3 separate regions of the Mus musculus genome follow, and regions 1 and 3 are each linked to region 2. Evidence: chromatin contacts called from public ChIA-PET and promoter capture Hi-C data. All regions are on one chromosome and are shown on one strand. The core of a region is the stretch at or near the end of the contact, and the rest is flanking DNA. Distances in the headings are between cores, read along the strand shown.

Region 1 (3,130 bases), core at 270-2,769, 330 kb after region 2:
CCTTGATCAGAAGTTCCAGGACCTCCCAGCTACAAAGAAAGCTTGCAGACCACCTGGGCTATTGTATAGGATCCCCCACCCCATTCTCATTGTTTATTTATGATAGACTAGTTCATTCATTATCATAATAAAGTACTGTGAAGTTTTTGTATTTTAGAGACAGGCTTTCTATTTTTAAAGAGGTATTTATTACTTATTTGTGTGTGTCTATGTGCCCATGAGTATAGGTACCTGTGGAGGCCAAAAGAGAGCATCAAACCCCCTGGAGCTGGAGTTACAAGTAGTTGTGAGCTACTCGATGTGGGTGCTCAGAATTGTACTTGGGTTCTCTGGAAGCTTAACCACTAAAGGCAACTCTCCGAACTGCCACCAACCCAGCCTTTTTAAGACAGGGTCTCACAATTGACTCCTCCTTCACTAGAATTCACTATGGAGATGAGGCTGGCCTGGAACTCACAGAGATCTGCCTACCATTGCCTCCCAAGGGGTGTACCACCATGTTTGACACCTGGACAGTCTATTTTTGTGTATGTTCATATTTGGGGGGAGGGGGGCCTTCGCTGGATGAGGCTGTACGAAAGACACAGGCATGGAGGCAAGTTTGTGTCAAACATATACACATGTATATGTATATACACATATATACACATATACGCAAGTAGGCCGGAGGTTGACATTGGGTGTCTTCCTCAATTGCTCTCCCACTCTTCCTTCCCTACCCCCACACTCCTCAAGGTCTTACTTTGTAGCTCTGGCTGTCCTGGAACCCACTTGTAGGCCAGGCTGGCCTTAAATCCACAGAGATCTTCCTGCCTTTTCCTCTGCTTCTTGAGTGCTGTGATTAAGGTGTGAACCACAACACCCAGCCACTTTATTTTTTGGAAACAAGAGTCTCTTACTAGACCAGGAGCTCACCAACCGGCTACACAGGCCGGCCAGCAAGCCCCAGATATCCACCTGCCTTCACCTCCCCCAGCACTGGGTTTACACCGGCCACTGGGAATCCTAACTCAACTTCAGGTCTTCATGCTTTTATGGCAACCACTTAAGCGACCAAGTCGCCTTTCCAGCATTATCCCACCACCACCTTCCCCTACTTTGATAGCAGATCTTTTATAGCCCAGGCTGGCCTCGAATTCAAGATCCTTCTGCCTCAGTCGCTTTTCTAAGAAAATACTTCCCTGTAGTCTTGGGTTGGTGGGCATTATTGCAGTGAGACCTCCATAGCCTTAGGTGGCGCTGCGAGCAATGCTTATACCTCCCCTAACACTCATTCTCTTAGCAATGGCGGGTGATGAGTGGGCCTCTCTTTGCAAGGGTGTCTATTTTGAAGCCTGATTGCAACTAGAAATGAATGTCCGTTCGCAGCCGGCCAGATCTCTGACTTCACGGAGAGTTATAAAAAACAACGACATGTTTTTTTACCTTGTTGCATGATCTCGAGAGGCGGAAGCTGCATAAAAGACACAGCGTGGCGGTGAATTTGAGCCAAGCCTCAGGCGGAGATGCGGGCAGCCCTAGGGCGGGCGGGGTCCTCGGCTAGAAGCGAGCCGGCGGCCTGTGGAGGGGACTGACTGAGCAGCGCACCCGGGACCCTGGAGGTGCGGTAGAGCAAGCGGGCCCTGAGCTGACAGATCCAGGGCTTGGCCAGGACTGTGGACGAGTGGATCGGCGAGTGCAGGGCGCAGCCATGATCACTTCAGCCGGTGAGTGCTGCCGGGAGCAGGCGCCCCAGTGAGGAGCCGCCGCCGCGCCGGCGTTTAGCTGAGTCAGGGCGGGTGACTGGGCACCTCCGGGTCGAGCGCCGGCCTGCGAGGCCCCTCTGCCCGAGGCCCACCTCGGGGATCGAGGGCTGGGAAACTGGCCAGGTCACTGCAGGCCCCTGGGGTTCGTAGGAATAGGACCAGGTAGCCACCCGGCCGTCCCTCTCCAGCCACACCCCCGTTCCAGGACCAGACCGGGCTCCTAGGCGGTCGCTGGACCTTTATTCTCTGTCCGCTTCTTGGTCGAGTGACCCCCCAATCCTTCCCCGCAGGTGTTTCGGTTTGGGATGGGCCCCGGTGTCATCGTAAGCATCTTATAGCAGGTCCTGGCCTGGCAGCCTAACTGCTACACTAAGTGCTTCTGGCTTGTGCATGAGATATCTTCTCCTGGAAGTCCGAAATTAGGTTTGAGGTGGCTGGGTTTTTGGTGCTACCGTATTCACCTAAGAACCTCGTTCAGTGAAGGCAGCATTGACTGGAGAGCCACCTTACTGTGTGTGTTTAGATCCTCAGGACTGCAAAGCAGGTTTCGCACACTTGTATGGTAGATACTTGTAATGGCTTTTGAAATGGGAAGGTGTGGAGGGAGATGAACTTCTACATGGAGATTTTTCAAGCCCACTACAGACTTGAACTGCGTATAGCTGTTCCCAGTCTCGATGCTTTCTCAGCCCTGGCTGCTTGCGTACCCTTGCTTGGTTGTTATTCCTATTCTGTACTTGTTCTACAAGTATTTGATTTTGAACAAACGGGTTCTCAGTAGACAGTATGCTGTACGGTGGGGAGGGTCTCACTGTGTAGCTCTAGCTGTCCTCGAACTCACTGTGTAGACCAAGCTGACCTCAAACTCACAGAGATCTCCTGCCCCTGCTTCCTAAATACTAGGATTAAAAATGTGTAGTGTACTACTACACTCTGTGCTGGTTATTTTTAAACACGTGAAGAAGTGTTTGGACTTGAAGTTAGACTTTTGTCCTGATAGAGACAGATGATTGCAATGAATTTTAGTTCCCATCAAAAGAAGCATTTTCTTTTCTTTTTTCCAATTAGCTCTGGAGGAAAATACTAGATTTTTTGCCACTTGTAAGAATAGGCTTAGGCCCCGCCATTACCACTGGTCTTCAAAGTGGTGGCTTCACTGATCATAGTTGTGTGGGTGCTTAATAGAATACTGTTAGGGTGGACGCAGAGATAGCCACCTCATTTGGAATGTGGTCCAGGCCACCTTTGTCTCTTGCCTAGGCTATGAGCCTCAAGACTTTTCTTTTTTTTTCCCCAATACTTTGTCTAAGCTCATTCCTCTAGTTCCAAATTTGCTTTGGGAACTTTGTGTAGCATTTCTCATTCCCATTACATCGTAAACATGC
Region 2 (3,216 bases), core at 211-2,710:
TATTCTTCCCTAAGACCGTTCTGGCTCTTCAGGGGCCCCTACAGTACCGTACGACTCTGAGGTTCAGCATCTCCATTTTTGTGGGCCGGAAAAGCCCAAACTATTAGAATATGGTGGGAAGGGCTGTTGGAAATTCTATAGTGGTTGTTGAATCAGTAATTGTTTTGGATAGTGTTGACATAGCTGGACAAAGGCAAAATGGGACCCAGTCGGAGCAAAGGCTTGGCAGATCACCCCAGCTTTCTATTCTGCTGGATTATAGCTTCTACCAAGAATCAGTCTCTCCAAAACAATGCTGGGTATTGGCAAAGAAAGATTTCCGGGGTCCCTGCCCTCCTCCCTCGATTAGGCCACGACTGGATGTGGGCAGGGCTGAACTGGAAAGTCAGGGTCTGAGTACACTTTTGAAATTTAACGATTTTTAACAGAAAAACGAAACCAGGAATTAAACTTGGACAAAGAAGTGCTAAGCCTTCATCCTAGCCCTTAGCTCTTCCTCTAGAAGCAGGAACTTGCTAATGTCCTTTCCTGAACGGTAGTTGGTCCATCCCAAACCACACTGCCGGTGCGATAAAAATGAGCAAACACATATAGACAGCTTCAGGGGCTAGCAAGTGGCACCTCCTCTGCTTGCCCCCCACCCCCACCTCCTAGCCTTACCCCCACCCCCGCCAACCACAACCCTACCCCAGGAGGAGCAGCGCAGGGCACTAAGGGGAAATCAGCAGTGGCCCCCTGGGGGCAGACTCCACCCCTTCCCTCCCTGAAGGATATGACCTCAGGCTGGGTGCTCCCCTGAGGCTGGTCCGTAAATGGCTCCGGTCCTGACCCTCTTACAGGAAGGAGTACAGGACATAGCAGCCCAAGTGTACCACTTTGGAACCCTTGAGATGAGCAAGGAGAAACAGCACGTGTTGGAGACTTTCTCTGAAAGCCCTCTTCTGCCTAAAGGCAGGTCTTTTGAGAGAATTCCCTTACAGCAGTGCTTCCCTGAGAGTTCCATAGAAGAGTGATTGTCTCATGCCAGGAGAGGAAGCTAGAAGTCAGCTCTCTCAGAGAAACTCTGTCTCAAGCCACCATCCATTCTATCTGTTTGTTTTCACCTAAAACACTTCACAGGCTGCCTAACACCCCTTCCCCTTCCAAAAGAATGCTTAAGCACCTCTCTTGTTCGTTAATAAGTTTGCTCTCTGTGGTGCATTAATCTGTCTGGTATCGGGCTATTTCATAGACTCATTTAAGGAGTCCTCTGGGAGTCAAGGCCTCCCTCCCTCCTCTCCCTCACTTCATCCCAAACACCCTTCCACCTCCTCCCCAGTTAGCTACCTTGGGTCTGGGGGAGTCCGCAGGGGACACCTTCAGCCTTCCTCACGGCGGGCGTCAATTGTGGTCAGTAGCAAGTACAGAAAGCAGAGCGAAAGCTAGGACCTCGATCTGGGGTGGGTTTAGGGAAAACTTTAGTGAAATTTGCATTCACTTCCTCTGTGTCTCCCTGTACCACGTTCCCTCTCTCGGGTCTCTGCAAAGTCTATCCTGACCTCTGGTGGTAGCACTTGGTTACTGCACCTTTAGAAATACAGGTTGAGAGGCCTTCAGCCTGAAACCACTTGGACCATAATCATATTTAGCTTTCCAGCTTTTGGAGATTTGATGATATTTGCTTTACACATAATGAAATATTTTGAAGGTGGGACCTGTAGCAGTTACTCTTCTGCTGCTCTGATAAAATACCACACTCAAGGCATCGTAAAGGAGAGTTTATTTGGGCTTTTACAGTTCCAGAGGGGTAAAAGTCCAACATGGCAGAGAATAGAAACAATCAGCCGCAGTCACGGTACAGGAACAACGGAGCTCGAATCTCTTACTGCAGGAATGGGGGTGGGGGACTGGAAACGGTGTGTGCCTTCGAAACCTCAAAACTCCGAGATGTACTTCCTCAAGGTACACCATGTCTAATCCTCCCCCAAACAGCACCTTAGACTGGAAACCTCACACCCAACCACCTAAGACCGTGAGAGAGGGACATTTTCATTCAAATCACCACACCCAGAAATGTCAGACTTCGTGGAGCTATCACCAAAATATTCCCCAGTAAGTGATCACCATGCAAGAGTACTCTAGAGAGTACTAATATAAAATTACAATGGAGCAAGTTGTTGGGGTCCAGGAGTCGCCCCACAAACCACAGAAACACCTATCTCAGTTAAACAGGGATGGCTTATTGAACACAAGACTCATCCGCCAGGACGACAGCTCAAAGATACACACTGGACATTTCTCAGGAGAGACTTATAACAAATAAAACTGCAAAACCCACAATGAGTTCACAGGCAGGACCTAGAAGTGCTGCCCAGTAGTCAGCCCTGACTCAAACCATTTTAGACATAACAGTTCGTATTGACCTTTAATTTGATGAGTCCTACCTGAAGCTTATAGTTGTGGAATATCTTAAGATTAGCAAACCTCTTAACGTACAGAACATAACAGAGTATGTGGTCAGCATGGCCCTGCTCTGAGGGGAGTCGTTTTTTCTGCATCAATAACTGGCAGGCACATTACAGCAATGATATGTCTTAGCTGCTTAGTTGGCTGGCATGGAACAAACTGGCCACAGCTGTGCTGGGGGCGGTAGGGGCAGCCTTACCAGAAGTATTAAAAAAAAAAAAAAAAAGCCTTTTCTAAGCCCAACCCTTCCTCTTGATCCCCTCCAGTCTTGCAGAGACTAAAAAGAAACAATGATACCAAAGAGAAGACACCAAGCAAGAAGGAAAAGCAGTTAGCCAGCTCCTCTGTGGCCCAGGTGATTACTAAACCGAGTCCTTTCTTATCACTAAATGAAACCTCTGGTGTTGCCAGGGACTTTAGCCAGCTCCAGCAGATGTGATAGTGTTCAAGCTATGGTGTCCGAATATGTGGGTGGCACCCCTGCAAAGAAATGCTGTGTTTTGCTAATACCTGCAACTCTGCCTGTGGGATTTTATCTGGCCAGCCTGGATACTGAAAGCTTTGAAGCAGTCCAAATGGGAAGTGCTGGGGTTTTCATGTAACCAGAAGCAGACCTCAACCAGGGAGGAACAGGACGGTCTTGGGTGAGCTTCATAGTTCCTCGACTCCTCTGTAGAAAAACTCTGATCTCTTTCTGCTAGTACTACTTCCTTATTTAAAACAACTTCCTTACAGGGCTGGTGGGATTGTTCAGTGGTTAAGAGCATTTGT
Region 3 (3,462 bases), core at 952-3,451, 290 kb after region 2:
CATGGTATTATCACACTCAAAGTCTTATCCTTGCTACCTAACCTCCAACCTTTTAAACTCACTACCACATGACAAGGCTTCTGGTTTAAAAAGTCCCCACTGATGAGCCCATTCCAATTGAGACTCTCCTCGGGGACTACAAAAATCCTAGCCTGTCTTTGGCAACAACCTCTTAGTAAGAAAATTTCTGCCTAGAGTCTTCTGAAGGGCCCCATCCTTCCCCTTTCACTCTCTATCGATTCTGAAACTTGTTGGCTCTCCTTGCCCAAATCTAGGGCAAGGGGAATGAAAGCTAAGACAAAGCTAGACATAAGCCTAAGCTAAGTGCACTGTGACTGTGATGTAGAAGAGCCAGTTCTTGGCAGGAAACTCTTATGAGGATTTCTCCCTGCTTCTGAACCATTTCTCCTTAATGGTACAAACATTCCTCAACCTGTATTCTGTCCTCTATCTCCCAGAACACAAGCTTGTGTGTCCCATACCCTGTGGCATCCCTTTAAGGAGAAATGAACTGGCTATTTCATGGCTACTTAAATTCTACCCAAATATGTTCCTGTCCCATCAGATTCGTTTAAACCGGTTGTTTTCAACCAGGAAAAATGTTAACACCTTCTCCAAGCTCTGGGCATATTTAGCCACATCTGGAGATGTTCTTTTCCTTACACTGATGGGGTGCTGGCCAGTCAAAGCCAGAGAGGCTGCAGAGCTTCCTATAACACACAGAACAGCCTCCTCCAAAAGATATTATCTAGCCCATAGTGTCAATCAGGACTGAGACTGAGAAACTGATTTCAATCAGGTTATGCTCATCAGTCAAAGTCTAGCAGTCACTGAAAAGGTTCCAGCCTGATTCTGAATGTCATCCCTTCAAATGGCCCATAGATCTTTGACCTCAGAAACTGCCAGCTTCTTGTAGATTCACCTACCCACTGAACCGCCTTGCTCCAAACCAACCAGACACAGCCTGAGCCATACTGATCTAAGCTGCACTCCCAACCCATATCTTTCTCTAATCTTCTCATGCAAGAAACTTAATTTTTTTCCAATTCTTTAATTTCAAAGTCTGTATAATCTGACTCCCCATTGCCTACTGGGGTCATAAAGAAAAATAACCCTTTAGAACTTAATCTTGAGTGTGTCACCAATCAACTAGAAATGGGGATTTAGTTTGGGAGGTACTTATATAACTGAATTTCTCTGAACATCAATATCCTTTTTGGGATAATAATAATAGTGATGACAATAATGTAATAATAATAATAATAGTCAGCAAAGTCTTTGCTGGCTCTAGAAGCCTGAAAATAGATTCTCTCACTTCACTGTTGACATCTGGTCTAGCCTTTGTGTGTAGCTTGTCTAGGACCTTTCTGGCTCACTCGCTCTCCCTCCACCCTCCTTACTGCATCCTCACCCCTTCCCCAGCTTCTGGTGTCTGAGTAGGGCAGGTGTACTTTACCCACGCAGCTTACCTACTTCATGGAGGAAGTTCTTTCTGGGAACGCACTTTTCTATTGTGATGTGTGACAGGCTATCTTTTCAAAACACTTTTCACTCTTCCACCCTAAAATGGAAGTTAAATTGTTAAGAGATTCATAGTTTGTTTGACCTAACCAGTGTTTTGGGAGGTAATACCAATGAAATGAATTTGAGAAATTTTTCGTTTTCTGAGAACTGGCTTAAGGTAGAATTGGCCAAATTCGAGGATTCTTATAAAAGTTTAGACATACACACACACTCATACAAGCAAGCACTCGTGTTCACATATATTCAGAGATGACAGAAGGCAGTGGGTTGTGGGAGGTAAAATGCTAAAAAAGGAAGTCAAATCTTCAGGAAAGTTCCCTAAATGTTAACCATAATGTTTGTGTTTGGGGATAGACACGTAGAAACCAGCAACGGAGCTGAGAATCCTTCCTATTCAGGATGTCTTCGAATAAAAAGTAGCTCTCACGGACCCTGGAACGTGCAGCCGAAAGGTGCCTGAGGCTCTGGTCACATAATCATGGATCCAGTTCTCTTAGGCCCAAAGACTGTCTTAATTAGACCATGGAGGAACAAGGCAGCTGCTGCCTCCTGCCGGTTCAAGCAGGAAGCCCTGGGAGAGGAAACCGGTGCCAGAGCCCTAGCCACAGGGGCCAGCCTGGCTTTTGTGACCTCACAGGAGGTATGGGTGACTCTTGTCTGTGGGACCTTGCTGTGGTCAAAGATCAGAGACATACCCACAGGGGAGACTGCCTACCTAGGGAGGGAGCCAGGAAATTCACAGCTCCATGTAGCTCCACGGTGTTACTCTAGAAGGATCACCATGAAGAAGGTCAAAAAGAAAAAGTCTGATTCCAGGCGCCGCAGGAATTCCATTTCACCGCAGACTAGCTCCGATTCCTCACAGCAGCCCAGCTCAGAAACCCCGCCGTCATGTCCAGAGCCCGCCTCGCCACCATCTAAGCCACAGCCTTGCCAGGAGTCCACCACACCACACCAAGTTAACCCTGAGCCTAAACCGCAACAGCATACACCACAGCCTCTCCCGCCTCCAGAGAAACCTGCCTCATCTCCGTTCCTGGTACCCATGGAACCTAAACCAATTCTTCCAAGCAGGAAAGCAGGTGGGCGGACTTCCTGCTTTAAGGCAGTTCTAGCCTTCTTGCTGATAGAGTCCCAGAGCTACCAGAGGTGGGCTCCAGTCTGGTGGTGGTGGTGTATAGTCAGCATGCTGCCCGGGGCTAAGTTTATAAGCTGTGGAGGGGATGATTTTTTTCCCCCTTAGGTTTTTCAAGACAGGGTTTCTCTGTGTAGCCCTAGCTGCCCTGGAAATCACTTTGTAGACCAGGCTGGCCTCGAACTCAGAAATCCGCCTGCCTCTGTCTTCCAAGTCCTGGGATTAAAGGCATGTGCCACCACGCCCGGCCAAGAGGATGATTTTTATGAGAGAGTAGAATCCCTAGGCTATGTCCTTCTGTAGCATCTCAGGTCTCGCTGCAAACAGCCATGGATACATACTAACATTTACGGCTCCATGGGGGGAGACCCTCTCATTAGGAGTCAGTTAGTATCCATTCAGAAATTAAAAGCAAATATAGACTAAAAGAAAGGAAGCAGTGATATGCCTTCTGGCTACCTTTTATTGGTTATTCGAGAGGCCAGACCACTCCAAAGAAGATAGTACAGGGTGATGGAGGTAGATGACTATGGTACAGCCTTTGAGAGAATTGGGGGTTTCTGTTTGTCAGATGGAAGATAGGAGTTTTGTTTTGTCTTTCCATGTTACCCTAAGAGATCTGACCTTGGACTACAGAGAGGATGGCTAGATCAAAATATAGGACTCCTGACTAACTCCTAACTTCAGATAAGCCACAAATAATGTTATAATCCTTAGTATCTGTTCCAAATAGGCATCCTATATTTCTGCTTGTCATCCCTTCCCACAGAAGATACTAGAAAAGGGTCTGCGCAATGTATAAA

What was found. ChIA-PET counts read pairs in DNA pulled down with a chosen protein or histone mark. Capture Hi-C pulls out chosen DNA fragments and counts their contacts.
Region 1: a promoter capture Hi-C map of adipose tissue shows a contact between it and region 2. The contact joins the promoter of Psmd1 here to the promoter of A630001G21Rik in region 2. A contact is called at or near these places in 1 of 39 promoter capture datasets (pre-B cells), 4 of 484 Hi-C or Micro-C datasets (CD4 T cells, double positive thymocytes, hematopoietic stem and progenitor cells and 1 more), 3 of 115 datasets of contacts at active chromatin or transcription factors (effector CD8 T cells, embryonic stem cells and memory CD8 T cells) and 1 of 9 other capture datasets (adipose tissue).
Region 3: a contact with region 2 is called in an RNA polymerase II ChIA-PET map of memory CD8 T cells, with 16 read pairs. The contact joins the promoter of Spata3 here to the promoter of A630001G21Rik in region 2. A contact is called at or near these places in 6 of 39 promoter capture datasets (embryonic stem cells, hippocampal neurons, liver and 1 more), 25 of 484 Hi-C or Micro-C datasets (B cells, the Ba/F3 cell line, CD4 T cells and 10 more), 4 of 115 datasets of contacts at active chromatin or transcription factors (embryonic stem cells, memory CD8 T cells and thymic regulatory T cells) and 4 of 9 other capture datasets (adipose tissue, embryonic stem cells, liver and 1 more).

Annotation. Positions count from the first base shown.
Region 1 is chr1:86,063,100-86,066,229 of GRCm38.p6, forward strand. Psmd1 (proteasome (prosome, macropain) 26S subunit, non-ATPase, 1) reads left to right here and starts at 1,520. Exons shown (of 25, transcript NM_027357.2): 1 at 1,520-1,706. The coding sequence starts at 1,691.
Region 2 is chr1:85,735,146-85,738,361 of GRCm38.p6, forward strand. It overlaps A630001G21Rik (RIKEN cDNA A630001G21 gene), which reads right to left and starts at 1,461. Exons shown (of 6, transcript NM_177055.3): 1 at 1,327-1,461.
Region 3 is chr1:86,019,744-86,023,205 of GRCm38.p6, forward strand. It overlaps Spata3 (spermatogenesis associated 3), which reads left to right and starts at 2,202. Exons shown (of 4, transcript NM_001122732.2): 1 at 2,202-2,606. The coding sequence starts at 2,306.